Linked DNA regions of Rattus norvegicus: region 2 is linked to region 1. A link is a contact called in public Hi-C data. All regions are on one chromosome and are shown on one strand. The core of a region is the stretch at or near the end of the contact, and the rest is flanking DNA. Distances in the headings are between cores, read along the strand shown. Region 1 holds the start of Zswim6 (zinc finger, SWIM-type containing 6). Region 2 holds the start of Ndufaf2 (NADH:ubiquinone oxidoreductase complex assembly factor 2).

The links. A called contact is a pair of places that touch in the nucleus more often than the background predicts.
Region 2: a contact with region 1 is called in a Hi-C map of the A7r5 cell line, with 4 times the contacts expected there. The contact joins the promoter of Ndufaf2 here to the promoter of Zswim6 in region 1. A contact is called at or near these places in 7 of 12 Hi-C or Micro-C datasets (the A7r5 cell line, the Rat2 cell line, Schwann cells and 4 more) and 1 of 1 datasets of contacts at active chromatin or transcription factors (oligodendrocytes).

The regions. Positions count from the first base shown.
Region 1 is chr2:41,110,871-41,114,188 of GRCr8, forward strand. Zswim6 (zinc finger, SWIM-type containing 6) reads right to left here and starts at 1,469. Exons shown (of 14, transcript XM_039103499.2): 1 at 706-1,469. The coding sequence starts at 1,450.
Region 2 is chr2:41,378,984-41,382,301 of GRCr8, forward strand. It overlaps Ndufaf2 (NADH:ubiquinone oxidoreductase complex assembly factor 2), which reads right to left and starts at 1,780. Exons shown (of 4, transcript NM_001399052.1): 1 at 1,632-1,780. The coding sequence starts at 1,758. It overlaps Ercc8 (ERCC excision repair 8, CSA ubiquitin ligase complex subunit), which reads left to right and starts at 1,918. Exons shown (of 12, transcript NM_001107650.2): 1 at 1,918-2,053. The coding sequence starts at 1,977.

The sequences.
Region 1 (3,318 bases), core at 219-2,718:
CCGAAGTCGGGCAGCCCGGTACCTCACGGGATGGAGAAGCGCGAGCAGCGCCCCTCAGCGGCCCGTCCGGCCGTCGCTCCCGACAGAGGTTGCTCGGGGACCCGGCGCGGACGCCGCGGAGCTAGTCGCAGACACCTTAAGCAGCTGGAGTATACGGGACGCGCCGGCCGTCGGAGCCCCGAGCGGAGCGGTGGCCGAGTGGTGTCGGAGGGACTCGCCAGCCCCCCCTCCCTCCCTCGGACCGCGGGGCGCGGAGCGGCGCCAAGAAGAAAGGACGCGAGCCGGGCAGCGCAGAGCGAGCGCCCCGGTCGGCATTGTCTGCGGCCGGCGCCCCCTCCCCCGCGCCGCACGCCCCAGCCCGAGCCCCGCGGCCGCCCGCGCCTTTGTCCACACCCGCCCCGCACACCGGCGCTCAAGCTGCGGGACAGACGACCGGGACGCCGACACCCACCGCCCCGCCGCCGAGGGGCGCGTCCTGCTGATTCATTTCCCACTCGCGCTAGCCCGTCCGGGGAGACGGGGGCGGGGACCAGCGGGAGGAAATGGGCGCTCCGCTCCGGGGACAGTCCGAGTCGCCCCACCGCTGCACCGCGCGCCCGGCCCGAGGCGGCCCAGAGGAACGAAGGGGGCCCTTCCCTCCCCCACCCCCGAGGGACAGGAGGACAGACCGAAGGACCGACGGCCCGCGGCGGCCCCGTGACTCACCGACTTGCAGGACGTTGTCTACGCAGCCACTCTCCAGCAGCGCGATACCCCGGCGGAAGGGCAGCCGCGTCTCGTCGCCACCGTCCGCAGCGCTGGACGCCCCCACCGACGGGGTCCCGGTGCCCGCGGCGACGGCGGCGGCGGCGGCTGAGGTGGCGGCCGGCGAGGATGAGGAGCCGCCGCCGCCGCCGCCCGCGCCGCCGCCCGTGCCGCCGCCGCCGCCGCTGTCGTCGCCGGGGCCGCCCGCGGAGCCGCCACCGGTGTTGAAGGACGAGTACATGCAGATCTCCCGCTCACTGCGGGGAAAGGACCAGTAGACGATGCGGCGCTGCACCGGCTCCGGGATGCGCTCGAAGCGCTCCTCCACGCGCTGGAACGGCCACTTCTCCGCCACCCTGCGCGCTGCGATGTCCAGCAGAGACTCGGGGCTCTGGGTCTTGCCCGGCGGCAGCAGTCCCAGCGCCGCGCCGCCCCCGCACGCCGCCGCCGCCGCACCGCCCGCCCGCGGGCCGGGCCGACAGGCAGAGCTATAGCCGCCACCCGCGCCGCCGCCGCTGCTACCCCCGCCGCCGCCGCCGCCGCCGCCGCCGCCCGGCCGGCAGCAGAGCCGTTTCGCGGGAGGAGGCTGCTGTCCGCGCTCCGCCATGACCGCGCCGCTTCTAACCCGACAGCGGAAGTGCCGGGACCCTATAAACGGCACAAGGAAGCGCGACACGCACACGCCGTGGCGACGCCACGCTGCCATCTAGGGCCCGCCGCTCCTTGTAGGGGCACGGGAGGTGTGGCCTATACGGTGACGACGTCGCCAAGGAGGAGCGCCGATAGGGAGAACCTAGGGGAGGGGGCGGGGCCTATGCAAATCACTGGGCTGAAACATAAATAGAGCGCTCCGTGGACACGGGGGTGGCGGGGGCGCCCGGGTTGGGTGCCGGGTGGGCTGTGAGAATGTCAGGCTGCTGTGACGCGGGGGGCGGGGCTCAGGCGGGGTTCCCGCGGGAGGGGGCGGGCCGTCTGCCAAGCGGAGGGTGGGTGGGTCTCTGCGCCCCCTGTCTACTCAACTTAGCCCTCCAGCGCCCTGCCTCCCTTTTGATGTCCGCCAAGTGAGGACGCTCCTCGTGGGTCGCCGCGGGGCGGGTAGGGGGAGGGTTCCGGACTAAATGGAGGATGGACCGACTGCTCGATGCCCCACCCCCCAGTCAGCCGGCCCCGCGGGGAAAAGCCTCTGGGCGGAGGAGGCGCTTTCAAAACAAAGAAATGCTGCGTGAAGCCCCGGGGACGCAGCCCAGAGGAAGGCGGGGGAGGCGCGGCCCAGGCCGCCTGCTTTCCTTCCAACCCGGCGGAGCGAACTTCCCCCACCCTCGGCCGTGGCTGCGGCACGAGGGGATAGGGAGGAGGGCTGAGCTCAGCCACTGTTTTCCACTTCACTTTTTGCCGACCCAGGTGGGGAAGGGGCGCGGCTGCCCCGCGTAACTGCAGCGCACCCAGCCCTGAGTCCCGGGTTCGCTCCAGCCCGGTGACAGGCCAGGAAGCCGAGCCGAGCCGACCGAGCGCCCGGACACGCAGAGCGCTCGGATGCTGCCTCGCAGCCGCTGGACGCGCGTCCGGAGCCGGCCACGCTGCCCCGCCCTCGCACTCTTTCAACCCTTCGGGCAAAGAAGCTGGCCCGCCCGGGTTCAGCCGGGAGCCCCAATCGCCCTCTTCCGCGACCTGCTGCAGACCCAGGGGTCGGGCCGCTCCAGTTAGAGCGCTCGCACCGGCAGAGGATCGCGCAAACTCTCGATCGCGAGACGGTTGTCGCTCACGGCCGCCCAGTGGCGGACAGCGGCCGCGGGCGCTCTGGAGTCTGCGGCGGGGCTGGGACCTGGAGTCTTTGGCGCTCCGGGCGCGCGCCGCGCTCCCTGCAGCATTGGCGGCGCCCGACCGGCGGGTCCTCCCGCAGCAGGGCAACAAGACGAGTGAGCGAGCATCGCTGGGAGACGGTGCCCGGGCGCCAGCGGAGGCGGAGAATCGAGTCCCCGTCTGAACCGGGAACCCTGCGGACATTGTTCTTCGCACTCTGCAGAGCTTGGTTAGATCTCAGCCAAGCCGCAGGCTTAATGACCACGTTAGACACCCTGACTTCTTGCTCCACCTTCTGTTTTTACTCTAAACAGTGTTAGAGATACTGTCCTATTGTTGGAGATAAGCCCTAACTCCTCTGACACTTTCGCATATTGGCTACTCCCCACTGCCTACCTGGTCTGAATTTAAAGCGACTACGCGCGTCGGCGTGTTGTAAAGAAAATTGCCCACTCAAAGCGGAGGCCGCCCGAGACATTGGACGTGATCCATGTCGGGCATCAGGAGCCCCAGGCTAGAAGTCCCTGGAGGCAGGACGCTGGCAGACTTTCCATAGCTGCTTGTTAGGAAAATTTTGGTGACATGTTTTTGTATATTCATCCAGTATTTTTCTAGGCACCTCCTCGGTGCCTAGGAAAAAGCTGGGCAGAAAACTGAAAGACCTTTATGGGCAAGTGGAAGAGGAAGTCTCTTTCCTCCGGTTGTTTAATATCTAGATCTCTTAAAAAATAATTTTAAGAGACTTTAAAACTTAGGCTATCAGAGCAGAAAGTA
Region 2 (3,318 bases), core at 530-3,029, 270 kb after region 1:
TTGAGACTGCAGTCCTACCTATCCTGGAACTTGCTCTGTAGACTAGGCTGGCTCCAAATTCAGAGATGCCCTTGCCTCTACCTCTGAGTGCTGGGACTATGGGCCACCAGGGCCGCTCTGTTTCCCATCAAGGGAAATGTGTGCCTACAGGCTGGTCCAGGCATTCTCCTTGTAAGCATTTTAAAGGGAGAAATGAAAGCATTCCGTCTATAGGAGCCTTATCTACACGGATATTAATCATTTATTTGTGACAGTCTTAAAACTGGCAACAATCCAAAGATCTATGAACAGGAGAGCAGGTAAGAAAAACTATATACATTACATTACACACAATAGAACATTAACATCAAGGTTAAAATTCTGATACACATAAAGATGAATTTCAAAATAATTATCCTAAATAAAGGACCCAGAAAAAAATCTAAAGGAAAATATATTTTCACTTTTAAACTTGTAGAAAATGCAGACCAATTCATAGTATCAGAAATCAGATCAGCGATTGATTGGATACGGGAAGCAGAGGCAGCATAATTAAATGCTCAGGGGGCAAAAAACGTTCAAGGTAGTAAGTTTTAGAAAAGGGATAAGGGTGCAAGAGAGATGGCTCGGAGGTTAAGAGAACTTGCTGCTCTTACAGAAGGCCCAGGTTCAAATCCAAGCATCCATTTGGTGGCTAAACAACTATCATTAATCCAGTTCCAACATCTATGGCACCAGATACACAATTAGTGTGTATACTCATACATGCAGGCGATACACATACAGTTAATAAATCTTTTCTTAAAGCTAAGTAAAACAGTTTTATATTACCATTTAACATAGTTAATATTGTGAGAAATGAATGAAATACAGTGTCCCAGTAGGGACAGACACTACTATTATCTCTTTCATGTAAGACCACCGAGACAAGGTGAGAATAACTGACTTGAGCTTTAGATGCCTGAGTCAGCGCTTAAGCTCTGACCCAACTTCTCTGAGGCTTTCTATACAGGAGCAATAGAGAAAAATAAAAGACACTGTGTGGCCCGCTTGGAGTTGGGGGGTGGGGGTGGTCTATGTGTAGCCCTGACTGTCCTTGAACTCACTCTACAGACCAGGCTGACCACGAACTCAGAGATCCATCTGCCTCTGCCTCCTGAGTGCTGGGATTAAAGGCGTGATCCAACACCGCCTGGTTGTAACAGAACACCTCTTAACTAAACCATTCCAGTTCTTGAAAATAGCTTTACATAGACGTTTCTGAAATCAACCTGGATAGGGTCTTGGGACTCAAGACTCCTTGCAAGGGATAGGGGAAACGGTTAATTAGAATGGATCAGTGTATTCGGAAACTTCTAGGTTGACAAGGACGGCGACAGATAGGGAGAGCACCCCAGTCGCTGCGCCGAGAGGAAAGGTAAACTCTGCGCACAACCGGCGTCTGAAGACCAAGGCTAGGCACTGACTCAAAGCCTTTCCCGCTGTCCCCAGACCCTCTGGCAGCTCTTGGAAGACTGGGTCCAGACTTCGTAGCCCAAGGTAACCGCCAAGTCCTCGGACCCTGGACAGGACACCCGAGGCCCGGTTCCAAAGTACGGCGGACGCCACCCGCCCGGGACGCGCAGCGACCGGTAGCCGCTCTTCGCTCTCACCTCTCCAGTTCTTGTACTCGGCGACGTAGTAGTATTTGTTCCCCAGATGGTCCGTGCCCACGTGCTCCCTTACCTCCCTGGACAAGGCACTCCAAACAGAGCGCACCACTCCCCGCCACCAGCTCATGCTAGCGCGCAGCTCAAGGTCCTAGGGCTCTCCCACTACGGGAGGACACGCCCACACGAAGCCCCGCCCACTGCCCGGCGTTCTGGAGCCCCCCAGTAACGCCGCTCTCCTTTGGTCACGTCACATCGCTAATTGGCCAATGGGAGCCCGTGTTGTTGCATCCGTTCCAAGCTCTGTCATGGCGGCATCCCGGCCTCAAGCCGGTGTGTGGAACCGAGATGTTGAGCTTTTTGTCCGCTCGACAGTCAGGGTTGGAGGACCCTCTTCGCTTGCGTAGAGCGCAGTCTACACGGAGGTAAGGCACGCCATGTCTTTTCCTCTTACGGTGCCAACTGAGTCTGGAGCAGGGAGTTAGGGTGGCAGGACCAGTTGGGCTGATGATGAAGTCGGCAGGAGCCAGATGAGGAAGACACGCGTGTGCGTGTGTACTGGAGAGTATGAAGACGAAACCCAGGTCACAATAATTGTAGCTTGCCGGGTACGTGACGAATAAAGTTGAAAGTAACCAGGGAGTCAAGTTAGATAACTGTCACTCCAGGAGAAAGCTGACGGCATTCTCTCCAGTGTCAGTTCTGTGAATATTCTCACGGCCAGCTAACCCCACTGCGTTCCACTGCTTATTTCTCTAGTGCACTTTCATTCTGTCGACCAATGCCTTTATTTTTGTGAAATTTCATGTGGGTTTATCACTAAGGGACAGACTTGCTTTGAATGTGTTTTTAAACTGAGTAACAGGTGCACAGTAACCAACCATACAGATTTTGAAAGAAGGCATGTAAGTAAGTCACCAACCTCATGCTATTTATATAGTACATGGAATATTTATATTTGTACATGGAATAGCAACTTTTTGGCTTTCAGCTTTATGGTATTTCTTAGTAACTGGAATTTGAACAATGTTGACATTTAGCATTTAGTTAAATTACAGTAGCAAATTAATATATACCAGGCTTCAGTGAAGATTCCTGTTTTGTTAAAATACAGTACTGAGGTTATTTTTAAATTCTCATTAATTTTTGTAACTAAACAACTGGAAAGGTCTATTTTATTCAGAGAAGATGTCCGCTGTCCCTGTCATCCGTTAATGACAAATGAATAATAAACAGTACATTCAGTGCTCACAGGCAACGTTAATTAGCTCTGAGTAATGGGGAGGGGAAGTATATTCCCAAGGAAGGAAGGAGGATAGGAAGGAAGGAAAAACAGTCGACCAACTTTGGGGCAACAGCAACCATCAGCATGTGGGATCATGGGGATCAATGTCCTGGCCGTGTTTTAGGAGCAGGAACTGTGTCATACCTTCCCTTTTGCAGCGCTCCCGGCAGTTTACCACTCTGTAGTAGACAGACACCTGTTCCCATTTGGGGCTGTTGTTTATAACCACTGTGAGAATCCATGTTCCAGTTCTTGTGTGGATATATGTGCTTGTTTGTCTCTCATAACAACTTAATAATGGTTTTCTTTCTAAGAAACCAACAGTTTTCCAAAAACATATCATCACCATCACCATCCCCATCATCCCCATCCTCCTCCTCCTCCTCATCATCATCATCTACTTAT